2 separate regions of the Anas platyrhynchos genome follow, and region 1 is linked to region 2. A link is a contact called in public Hi-C data. All regions are on one chromosome and are shown on one strand. Each heading gives the region's core, a stretch centred on a gene start, on an enhancer-like site or on the middle of the called end of the contact. The rest is flanking DNA. Distances are from core to core; before and after follow the strand shown.

The links. Hi-C and Micro-C count contacts between places; a contact is called where the count stands out from the background.
Region 1: a contact with region 2 is called in a Hi-C map of F5 follicle, with 2.8 times the contacts expected there. The contact joins the promoter of CFAP299 here to the enhancer-like site in region 2. A contact is called at or near these places in 3 of 8 Hi-C or Micro-C datasets (F5 follicle, liver and subcutaneous adipose tissue).

What each region holds. Positions count from the first base shown.
Region 1 is chr4:49,185,803-49,191,021 of IASCAAS_PekinDuck_T2T, reverse strand. CFAP299 (cilia and flagella associated protein 299) reads left to right here and starts at 2,220. Exons shown (of 8, transcript XR_011809167.1): 1 at 2,220-2,489; 2 at 3,997-4,121. FGF5 (fibroblast growth factor 5) reads left to right here. Exons shown (of 3, transcript XM_038178910.2): 3 at 294-1,374. The coding sequence ends at 653.
Region 2 is chr4:48,968,425-48,973,847 of IASCAAS_PekinDuck_T2T, reverse strand. It overlaps BMP3 (bone morphogenetic protein 3), which reads left to right. Exons shown (of 7, transcript XM_072037554.1): 4 at 1,980-2,088; 5 at 2,830-3,682. Among named protein-coding and RNA genes, the nearest start is that of BMP3, 14 kb to the left of the region's middle. Within about 2 kb of position 3,862, at least 2 of the 8 cell types and tissues checked have an H3K27ac peak or open chromatin away from gene starts, as enhancers often do. A contact at or near this core is called in F5 follicle, where this site is marked.

The DNA of each region.
Region 1 (5,219 bases), core at 971-3,470, 220 kb before region 2:
GGCGATGTTGTGATTGTTTTACAGATAGCACTGGGCAGAATGACCCTAGTTGATTTCAGAAGAAAATGGGGGTTATAAATAACTCCAATGCAATTACAACCCGCATGACAGCTGCCCTCACAGGCTATCAGGCACAGGTTTGGTGCCAGAGTGATGTGTGCGAGGAGATGGAGTGGGCTTTGGGGTCCTCGGGCCAGAGGCCAAAACTGCGGGGTGTCCACTGTGCTTGGAGCGGTTTGGGAGAGCGATGGCGGTGCTAACCCATCTTTGTGTCCCCCCCTTGCTTTCCACAGGCGCATTTCACATCCGAGTGCCAGTTCCGGGAGCGCTTCCAGGAGAACAGCTACAACACCTACGCCTCGGCCGTGCACCGCGGCCGCCGCTCGGGCCGCGAGTGGTACGTGGCCCTCAACAAGCGGGGCAAGGCCAAGCGGGGCTGCAGCCCCCGCGCCCGCCCCCAGCACGTCTCCACACACTTCTTGCCCCGTTTCCGACAGCCCCCCCCGCCGCAGCTGGCCTTCACCGTCACCCGGCCCGAGAAGAAGCCGCCACCACCTCCTCCGCCACCACCACCAAAGAAAACGGCAGCGGCCACCCCACCGCGGCACAGCCACGGCCCTGTCAAGTACCGCCTCAAGTTTCGCTTCGGGTAGCCGTGCCACAAGGAGGCTGTGGGGGATTTTTGGGGAGGAGCGGAGCCCGGTACCCCTCCCCATTCCCAGATGGGATGGATGTGGGGGCACTGGTGGAGCGGAGTGGGCGCTGCTGTCGTGGATGGGGAGTGAGGCGCAGGCGTTGCTCTGCTGCTGCTGAGGGAAGCCATGAGGGGCCTCCGCCTCGGACGTGTTTTCTTGCACCGTTTTCGCTGGTGATGCTGTCGACAATCATTTTCGTACAAGAGTTACGTCCAGTAACTCTCAAGTGCCAGAGGGTTTTGGAACTGTGTTGGCAATAATATATCTCTTTGTAAAGGCTGTTAGGGGGAGGACGGCCATTTGCAGACGTGCAGCCCCGTGGATACACTGATCAGAGTTGGTCTGCACACACCTGGAAAACATTTATGCTGAACCTGTGGGGAACCATAAAACCTCTGCTCTCCTACCAGGGCCTCACCCTGCACTTCATTCATTAATTTAAATGTGGTGGTGGTGTTGTAAGGAAGAGCGTGGTGTGGCAGCACTGGCAGCGAAGCTGTTGCAGGTTAATGTGAGCAGGATGGGCTGAAAACCCCTCCTGGTCCCAAACGGGTTTGCTGGTCAGAAGGAGGCTGACAAGGTGAAAATAGATGGGTAAATACCTCTGTTAAACTAAAAGCAGTCTGTAGCTGACTTGAGAGAGTTTTAAGCAATAAAGGTAACTTTTTGAGTGTGTCAACCTTCTTGCGTTTCACAAGCCTTGTCAGCCTTGCTGTGCTTTTGTTTGCAGCTGGCAATTGCATCTGAACCCTTTGCGAGGGGCACAGAGCTGCCTGGCCTCCCAAGCCTGGGGTTAATGAGCAGCCATGCTGCAGGCAGCCCTGCAAAGGGCACCGGGACACGTGCCCTGCTGCACCTCACCCGCTGCAGGACTCTTGCATGATGCCTCGAGCTCTTTGTCAGCAAGGCTGCAGACGGTGCTATTGCACAATGTGCACCGACTCCTAAAACTCGATTTTTTTATTTTTTTTTCTCCTCTTCCCTTTGCTTTCTGAGTCATCTTTTACCGCAGCCTTTGCAGATATAAAAAGGCTTCAGACATTCATTAGGCACGGAACTGCATGGAGAGAGGCTCGCGAATGTCAGCTCAAAGCGTGACGCAAACAAGTGCTGAAAAAACTGAAATGAAAAAAAAAAAGCAAAAGAAAGAAAAAATAAAGCAAAAGGGCAAAGGAAAATAAAGGAAAAGGACAATTAAAAATAAAGGAAAAACACAAAAGTAGGGCAGAAAGCAAAAAAAAAAAAAGGAAGAAAAGAGGAAAAGGGCAAAAAAGTAAGGAATAGGATAAAGAAAAGGCAAGAAAAAAGGGAAAAGGGCAAAAAGTGCAATGGAGGGGGAGAAGGTGAAAAAATAAAAGAAAAAATAATAGGAAGAAGCAGAAAAAAAAGCAAAAAAGGAAAAAGCAAAAGACAAAAAAAAAACAAACGAGGGAAAAACAGCAAAAAGAAGCAAGAAAAATGCAAAAAAAAAAAAAAGAAAAAAAGTAAAAAACAAAGACAAAATGGAAAAAAAAAAAAAAAAGCCCCAAAATAAGAAAAGGTAGAGGCGCAAGGGCACCGACCAGCCTCACCCCTCCCTGTGCCGCCGGCGGCCGTTGGGGCGTCCTCGCGCCGGCCGTTACCACAGCGGCGGGCGGGAAGGGCGCGATGGCTGAGGGGCCGCCGGAGCAGCCGCTGGAGGAGCCGCCTGAGGAGCCGGAGGAGCCGGAGGAGCAGCCGGCGGAGCAGCCCTTCGGCTCCTACGAGCAGTACCTGGAGGCGCAGGTGACGCCGAGGGACCTCTACTACCTGGAGGTAGGCGCCGGGAGCGGGCAGAAGGGTCCCGGGGGGTGTGTGGGGGGTGTGTGGAGGAGCCGCGCTCGGCTCCTGAGGGGAGGTGGGCTGGCAAAATGCTGCTGGGCGAGGTGCTTGGTGTCTGGTAACTGCCCCGCTCCTCTCAGCGTGAGCCATTTGCAGGTGGTGCGGCCGCTGTGTGCAGGTAAGCCCCCAAACTGGGCTGAATTCAGTCTGAAGCGGAGCATGGGACGTGGCAGCAGAGCTCACGTGTGCAGCAGAAGCTCTGGGAGCTCAGAAGCAAGCCTCAAGTTGCAGGTCATGGCCAGAAAGCCTGTTGTGTGAGCAGCAGTTTGGTAGCTGAGGTCCACCCAGAGCAGCCAAAGACAGCAAGAAATGCCCCTCTGTCTGGAAGTACAACATGAGGTGAACGCAATGGGGCTGGCTCTGATGTGCAGTGCTGCCTTTGAGCCACTGCTGCACTGTTTTTTTAACTAAAACGGGGAAGATCTTGCTGTGTCCACTGCTTATGAAGCATGACTTCTAGCCTGAATCATAGCGAGGGATGCACGTGGTTGAACAAGTCACATCATGGTGATACTCAGCTGGTGCTGACCGCTGAATATTTGGTCTCTAAAAATGACAGTGCCCATTGCTCAGTGGAAAACATTTTGGGTTAAGTCACGAAAGGTTTTCTGTCACAGGCTTAGAGGTAACAGGTATTGAAAACAGTCACCGTTGCCTACTGGTTTGCTTTCAGAAAGGGCCTGCCTATCCTCTTTTGGCTCTAAGAAACCTGGACCTCTTCTGGCAGCTTTCCTGCAGCTCCTGAAAAGTTGGCCAGAGCTCCTGGATGGGTGGAAGTGGCAGGAGGTATTTCCTGTGGCATTTTGCCTGTCAGCTTATCAGGTGCCTCAGCCTGGAGAGGAAATACCTCACTGCCTGAGCACTGAACTCATCAGTGCTACTCTGCTGTGTGGAGATTAATTTAACCTCAGGAATCATTTTCCAGCCAGACATATAAAAAGCAAGACACGTGTTCTTTCCTGAGGTGAGGTGCAGGAAGGAACAATGCAGGAAGGAACCTGTGGGCCTTCAGCTGCTGTGCTTCCTTTGTTGCTGACCGATGAGTCTTGGATCTGCCAGCATCTGTGGTGGTATTCAACACAGAGTGCCTAAGGCCTCTTGGTGAGGTGGTGCAGAGCTGTACCTTTGGGTCTTCCTTAGGCTCCAGTGATGCACAGCCCACAGGTTACCTGCGGCCCTGCCTGCCTTGGTGCAGCTGATTTCACAGGTGTATTGGGCAGATTGCCTTCAGCTTTGCCCAATTACTTTATCTAGCTAAGGAAGGGCCAAGGAGCCCTTCTCTGCTTGCCTGAATGTCTGCAGGGTAGTGTGGGGGCCTGCTGGGAGGTGGTTCCTCTGGGTGCAGAGCAGAGCTGCGTCCCTGCAGCTCAAGTTGTCAGTGGGGGCAGTTGGGGTCCAGCGCTGAAACTGCTCCCTGACCACATCCCTCTTCCTCCCGCAGAGCGAGGAGGTGGCACGGCAGCTGGCAAGGCTCGGCTTCATCGGCTCCAAGGATGTGCTGCAGCGGGAGGAGTTTGAGGCCCAGCAGGCAGCGGCAGCGGCACTCATGGCATCAGCCTCTCAGAAGTAAGTGTGTGCCCATGGTGCTCCTCACTGGGCACCTGCCCTGGAGCTTTCTGGAAGTTCTTTCACCCTTACTGAATTCCTTCCACTCTCTCCCTTAAATGAAGTCATCCCCAAAAGCAGAGTCCTGTCTGTCAGGCCTCATTTGTGGCAGGGATTGCATTGTGTCTCCACATCCTTCCCCTTGCTTCCCAATACCTGTCAGGGATGTGCAGGAGGAATGAGGCGGCTACATTGCTTGGGAGTTAGGCTTGGTGATCCTTGTGGGTCCCTCCCAACTCAGCACATTCTATGGTTTGAAGGTGGTAGGTATGTTTGAGACACCAAAATATTGCTGCTTGGGAACAAAGTAACGTGCTTTGATAGGCATATTGTCTTTTTGAAGCTGCAGCTAAGATATAGCAATTTTCTAACACGTCAGACTTCTGTGATTAGTATTTACAGTACAGTGAACATACTGATGGGAAAGAGGTAGCATATGAGAAGGGGAAAACCTTTTCTTTCCTGGGTCATTGTTAGGCTTTGAGGATTGAGTTGATTGAGTCGTGTAGCCTACAGTCCTTTTCCTGTCAACAGCAATAGGTAAGCTAGTCCTGAACCCTTGCTAGTGTTTCCTTGAGATCAGGGAGACCGAGGTTGCCGTGGGACTGCATGTTTAATGTAGTGTAGCTGAAACATAGCACTCTTAGGCTTATGAGAATGAGCACTTGGGAAGTCTTAATTGTCTCAGGAGGAGGGCCTGGTTGGATATCATTACAAGGTGTCTGCTCTTTTATGGCAGCTATTTCTCTTCTATTCTTCCAAGCCCTTGAAAAGAGTGTAGATGTAATCTCCAAAAGTCTCTGACAAAGGAAGTTCAAGCAGTGCATATGGTAGGTTTCTAGGCTGTTTTTTCTTTTTGGCTTTTGCCATCTCATACTTGTTACAGCATGTGTAGCTACAGCACATGCTTTCCAAGAAAACTCAAATTGCTCTGAGAACTCAGTGCTTTGCAGAGAAACCTCATCATATCTTGGGGCTGGTTCCCTCCACCATGCATTTTATGTAGCCTTTTTTCACTCTGTTTAGCCAGTCTGTAAGTGTTAACACATTTAACTGTTT
Region 2 (5,423 bases), core at 2,613-5,112:
CAATCAGCATAACTCTACTGAAACCCGTGAGGTTGAACTGTAAGGTGTCTGGGACACGGTCAGAGTTTTGTTCTCTGAACAACTGGCTAGTGATTCGCAATACTTGCGCAGGAAAAATGGAAGAGAATTACTAGAGAGACGCAAAGGAGTTTTATCTCAAAGGTCAGGTCTGAGAGTTTGCCAGCCATTATTTACTAATGAGGAGTAACTGCTTATATGTGCTAGTTCAGTTTGGTTTGTGCAGTCACAGTGCTCAGGCATTTAAAATCACGTGTCCAGTTTGAGCTAAGGATAGTTTTTGTAACTTCAGGAGCTCAAGAACTGCGTGTCCCACCACATTGCAGGGACGGTCCATAAAGGGAGTGGTGTTTGAAACTGAGTATGTGCATCTGCAGCATTCTCAAAAAAATGCAACAGCAGTCTAAAAAGAGGAATCAGAGAAAGTACTTAATGGCCCAAGAAGTCATTTTTTCCTTTCTGCCTCACACCAGGTGTCCTCTTTCTCTGTCTTCGCTGACTGTAATATGATTGTATAGGGCAAACTTTCTATTTTAGACACCTAGTTTAAACAACTGCAGTCAAGTGGCGGTGCAAGGCTCTGGGAGCCAGATTCTGAATTAATTTTGCATAAACAGTGCTTTTGCTAACACTTAAGAGATTTTAAATAAGGGCTCAGCAATAAGGTGCTTGAGCTTCTATGCTGAACCTCAGTTATTGTCAAATCCTCCTTTGCTTGAGTAGAGTGTGCATGAGATGTATACTGTCTTGGAGTATTTCGTTTTGACTGAAATAATTCTTGATTTACAGTGGTCCAATCTCAACAGTCAGGCCACAGTTTGGAAGATGTGTTGGTTATGCAAAAGATCACAGTCATGCAGTCATATGGCCAGTGATTTGGCACTGTAGGTTTAAAAGAGAGTTTAGTTATGTTTGATTTGGTTTGGTTTGTTTATTTGTTTGTTTGTTTTTAACTCACATCTCTTGCCATCAGCAAGTATACAGAATCAAAGAATCATTTAGGTTGGAAGAGACCTCCAAGATCACCTTGTCCAACCTCTGACCCAACACTAACTAGTCCTCCACTAAATCGTATCACTAAGCTCTACATCTACATCTTTTAAAGACCTCCAGGGATGGTGACTCCACCACTTCCCTGGGCAGCCCATTCCAATGCCTCACAACCCTCTCAGTAAAGAAGTTCTTCCTCATATCCAACCTAAACCTCCCCTGGCGCAACTTTAGCCCATTCCCCATCATCCTGTCACCAGGCACATGGGAGAATAGACCAACCCCCACCTTGCTACAGCCTCCTTTAAGGTACCTGTAACATTGCTGAAGTTAAAATACCACTTCCAGCGTTTCAATTGCCTAAAAATTCCTCCTTGGGATGCACAGTTTTGCCATGGGTATAAGCCAGAAATTGCTGTTTGCTGTAAATTTCTTAGCTGTGATCAAATGCACAATTTTCATGTTGCAGTAATGTAATTTTCTTATATAAAGAATGAAATGAAAAGTATAGTTAGTATTGGCATTAATACTGAAATTGTGTGTGCGTACATTTATGTACAAGATTTTTAGATATGCATGGCAAATTGGATGCCTCAAACCTCTTTGAAAATAAGACACTGACATATCTTGTATTTGAGCACTTAAATATAGATGCATACAAATTCATTAGTCTGCTTTTAAAAGTCATTCTTTCCTTTTTACCTGCCAGCAGGCACTTACTTCTTTTAGTTACAGACAAGCTGTTTAAAGCTGCTTAGGGATGTTTAGTATCTAGGTCCTAAATTCAGTGCAATTTGAAAAGCAAACTCACTTTCCAGTACATGATGTATTTTAGTTGATACATTTACATTGTGATAATCGCACACTTGACTGTCACCCACTGAAAATGTGAATGCCCCATGCTGAAAATAATGTGTGCTAAGCTCCATATAGTAAGGTGTAAGCTCATTTTTCTTATTTCCCTTCTTCAGGTTAGAAACCAAGTCATTCTCCAAATGTAAACCCATATATTTACACACCATGAAAATGTCAAGAAGCTTCTCTTCCACCTGCTGTGCTTTCCCCCACCGGGTGGATGAGGTAAGACAATCTTTGTGTTGCAGCGCATATTTTGGAAAGGACAGTGTTACACATCTGGGGTCCTGTTTGATGCTGTGGCACTGGCAAGGGGGTGAAAGCTTTATGTCCTTTTGGTTATGAAAAGCAGCCCAGGCAGGAGGTATGTGAAATCCTCTCAGCTGTGCACAGAACACCTTGCTGCACCCTGCTGTGCTGGACGAGTCCTGATGTGCAGTTTCCCTGCCTGAGCCCATGCAGCCTGCAGAAGGCTTCCCATGCATGAGAGCACTCGTCTGCCTTCACCTGGGCATGGTACACGTCCCTTCCCAGCTCCAGGCTGCTGGGGACACTTTGGGCAGCCCTGTCTGGGTTTGAGGGTGACAGAGGAGGGAGCAGGATGCCACCAAGTCTGGGTGACCCCTGGGAGAGGGGGGCTACACAACCCAGTTACAATCCTTTCCACCTGCCTGCCCCGGATGGTGCAGAGCCCAGCCAAGCCCTGAGATATCTGAGGGGAGATGGCTGAGTACACTTTGACTCAAGATTTTTGTTTTGTTACAATCACGTTGTTTTTCTGCCTTTTGGCAGAAGCTGGGTGGAGGTGAAAAGGGAACATCCCACCAGCCTATTCCCCCGCTGCCCTCAGGGACACAGTTAGTGCTAGTGATTGCATTTCCAGTCACCTCTGTCTCTGCGTGTGTGTGTGTGTGCGCGTTTTTCTTTGGGTGGTGGTTTCCCCTTTGCTTTGCCTCTCGCTTGCAGCCGGAGCCGAAGAAGAGGGCGGTGCGATTGGCTGCTGATTACACAGATCAGCCCCGAGAGCCGGGGCTCACGCTCGCACACCCTCACTCACACACACACACACACACATCCGCACACCACACACACCCCACAAAAACTCACCCGGGCTGCGCCCGCACCAGTCCAAGTGGGGAAGGAGCATCCGGCCGCACGGAGAGCAACACCTCCACCTCTCGCCAAAAATCAACCTGCACAGCGAGGGAAATAAACACCTTCACTGCCAGCACTGGGAAGGACGGGCAGTTTACACGGCAGCGCTTTCCTCCACCCCACTTCTTTTTTTTTTTTTTCTTTCCTTTTTTTTCTTTTTCTCTTTACCAACAAGAGGAAACCCCGTCTCCGGTTTTGAGCACAGCCCCGCTTCTCCTCCCGCTGTCGGGGGCTGCATCTGTCCGAAGCCAACTTCAGCGGGGGTGCCGGTGCCGCGTCGCCCGGTGCCGGCCAGAAGGGCGACTCGGCAACGGGATGGCAGCATCGGCCCGCTGGGTGCTGTGCCTGTGCCTGGGCTGGGGCTGCCTGTGCCTGGCGCTGGGGGACGTGCCCAAGGCTCGCCGGCTTGGGCTGCGGCGACGAGCTGCCCTGGCAGGAGCTCAGGGCGGCCGAGCCAGAGCCGCGGCAGGTGACTACAGCCTGGGACAGCGGCGGGCAGAGCGGCTGCAGCCAGGGGACAAGGTGTCGGAGCACATGCTGCGGCTCTACGACCAGTACAGCGGGGGGCAGGCGGCGGCAGCGCGGCCCCAGGACCCGCCGGGGCTGCCGGCTCCGTCCCTCCGCCGGGGCAACACCGTGCGCGGCTTTCGGCCGCTGGCTGCAGGTGAGACCCCAGCGCCCCCCCCGGGGAGCCCCAGCGTGGAGGGGAGGGGGAGAGAAGAGAGATGAGGAAAGCAGCGCTGCCTGCAGCCACGCTTGTGGTTTGGGACACGGTGCTTACATTGTCCCGTGTGTTTTAATTACCGGGTTATCTGCTCAGCTCGGTACGCGGCGTCTCTGCTGGATGATATCTGAGTACCATATGAGGGAAGTGGACTAATTAATATATCCTCTCCGGAGCCTCCTTTTAGCAGTATTTTGCATGCATAGCTTCTGTTGAAATCACGGGTTGATTTGCATGTGAGAGAGCAGTAGCATGTGCTGGCTGTCCTTTAGACTATCTACGGAACAGTTTGAGATGTTGCTGACGGTAGGGGCGATTAGGGGCAATAGGGAATGAGATGAGCTCAAGGATAGTCTGTGCATGGCAAGTGCTGTACTTCAGCATCTTTGGCAGCAGCAGGTAGATCTCTGTCCTGATTACAGACTGTCTATGCACAGGTAGATGTCTGAAAACATGAACTCGCTTTTCAGAAAAGGATATTTATGGTGGGGGAGAGGTGTATAACATAGCAGTATCGCAGAAGAACCATGTCCTAGCAGAAAGAGAAGGCAGCACTGTCATAGCACTGCATCTCTGGACTCCACTGCTCTGCTCCATAATGCATCTGACCTCTGTCAGGGCTCAATGGAAATGCCACAACCCTAATGAGACTCTCACTGTAATAAACTTCCCAAATCCACTGAATGCTGGAAACTTGCTGTTTGACAACTGTTGGGCCATCCAGAGCAGCCTGCTTTGACAGTCTCTTGGTTTTCATCACACCGAAGGGTTGACCCAGCAGTAAAACCAAGTTCTGTCTGGGAGCTTGTGACCTACACTGATTCCTTTGTCTCCCAGAAAACTTGCTGAGAGCTGGGTGCCAGACTTTGCTGAGGTTTATTTGGGAGTCATTACTGCTGATTCTTCAAAGGCAACAATGTCTATTATAGGATAGCTCTGCACAGAGATCAAATACCGTGAATAATTGAATGGCTTTGGCATGTTAGGATTCTGTGCTACAAACACTCTCCATCATATGTTACCGCAAGTGTTTCTGTCCGCAAGAGAGGATTTAGAGGCTAGAGACTTAAATATGTTCGTTTTAGAGGATGGATAGGTGGGACTCTCGGTTTGCTGTCCCCATGGAGATCTTACGTAGAAGGTACTCTCTTGTCTTTATAAAGTAACCAGTTTTTGAAATATAAATCCAATATATGTTCCTTTGTTCTGAGTTAAGTGTTGCCCTCACTGAAAAAGAGTAAGGTATAATCCAAAACAAAAAAAGGGGGAAAGGTATAATCCAAACAGAGTGTATTTTCTCCTTTAAGCATATCTGATTAAAGATATTTATTGTTCTAAACCTAGAAGGCCTTTGGTTGAAATCCCATCTCTGTGGTCTTTCTGATTATATTTATACTCTCACTTGACGTTGGGTGGCAGCAGTCCTATAAACACACTATTCACTAATCCCTTTCCTCCTCCTCCAATACTTTCACAGTTCAAGTGCCAAAGCAATAAATTGGAAGTGGTTATAAGTTTTTTGACACTTTTATAAGTATTTATGCAAAATATTTAACCAATTGGCTGTTGTCTGTCTCTCCCCGTAGGCAGCAGCAGCTCGTTTGTATGGTTATTGATGGCATCCGAGTGCATTTCCGTAAAAAACCTTAGATCAAATGTTCTTTGGGGTGGCATTGGGGGA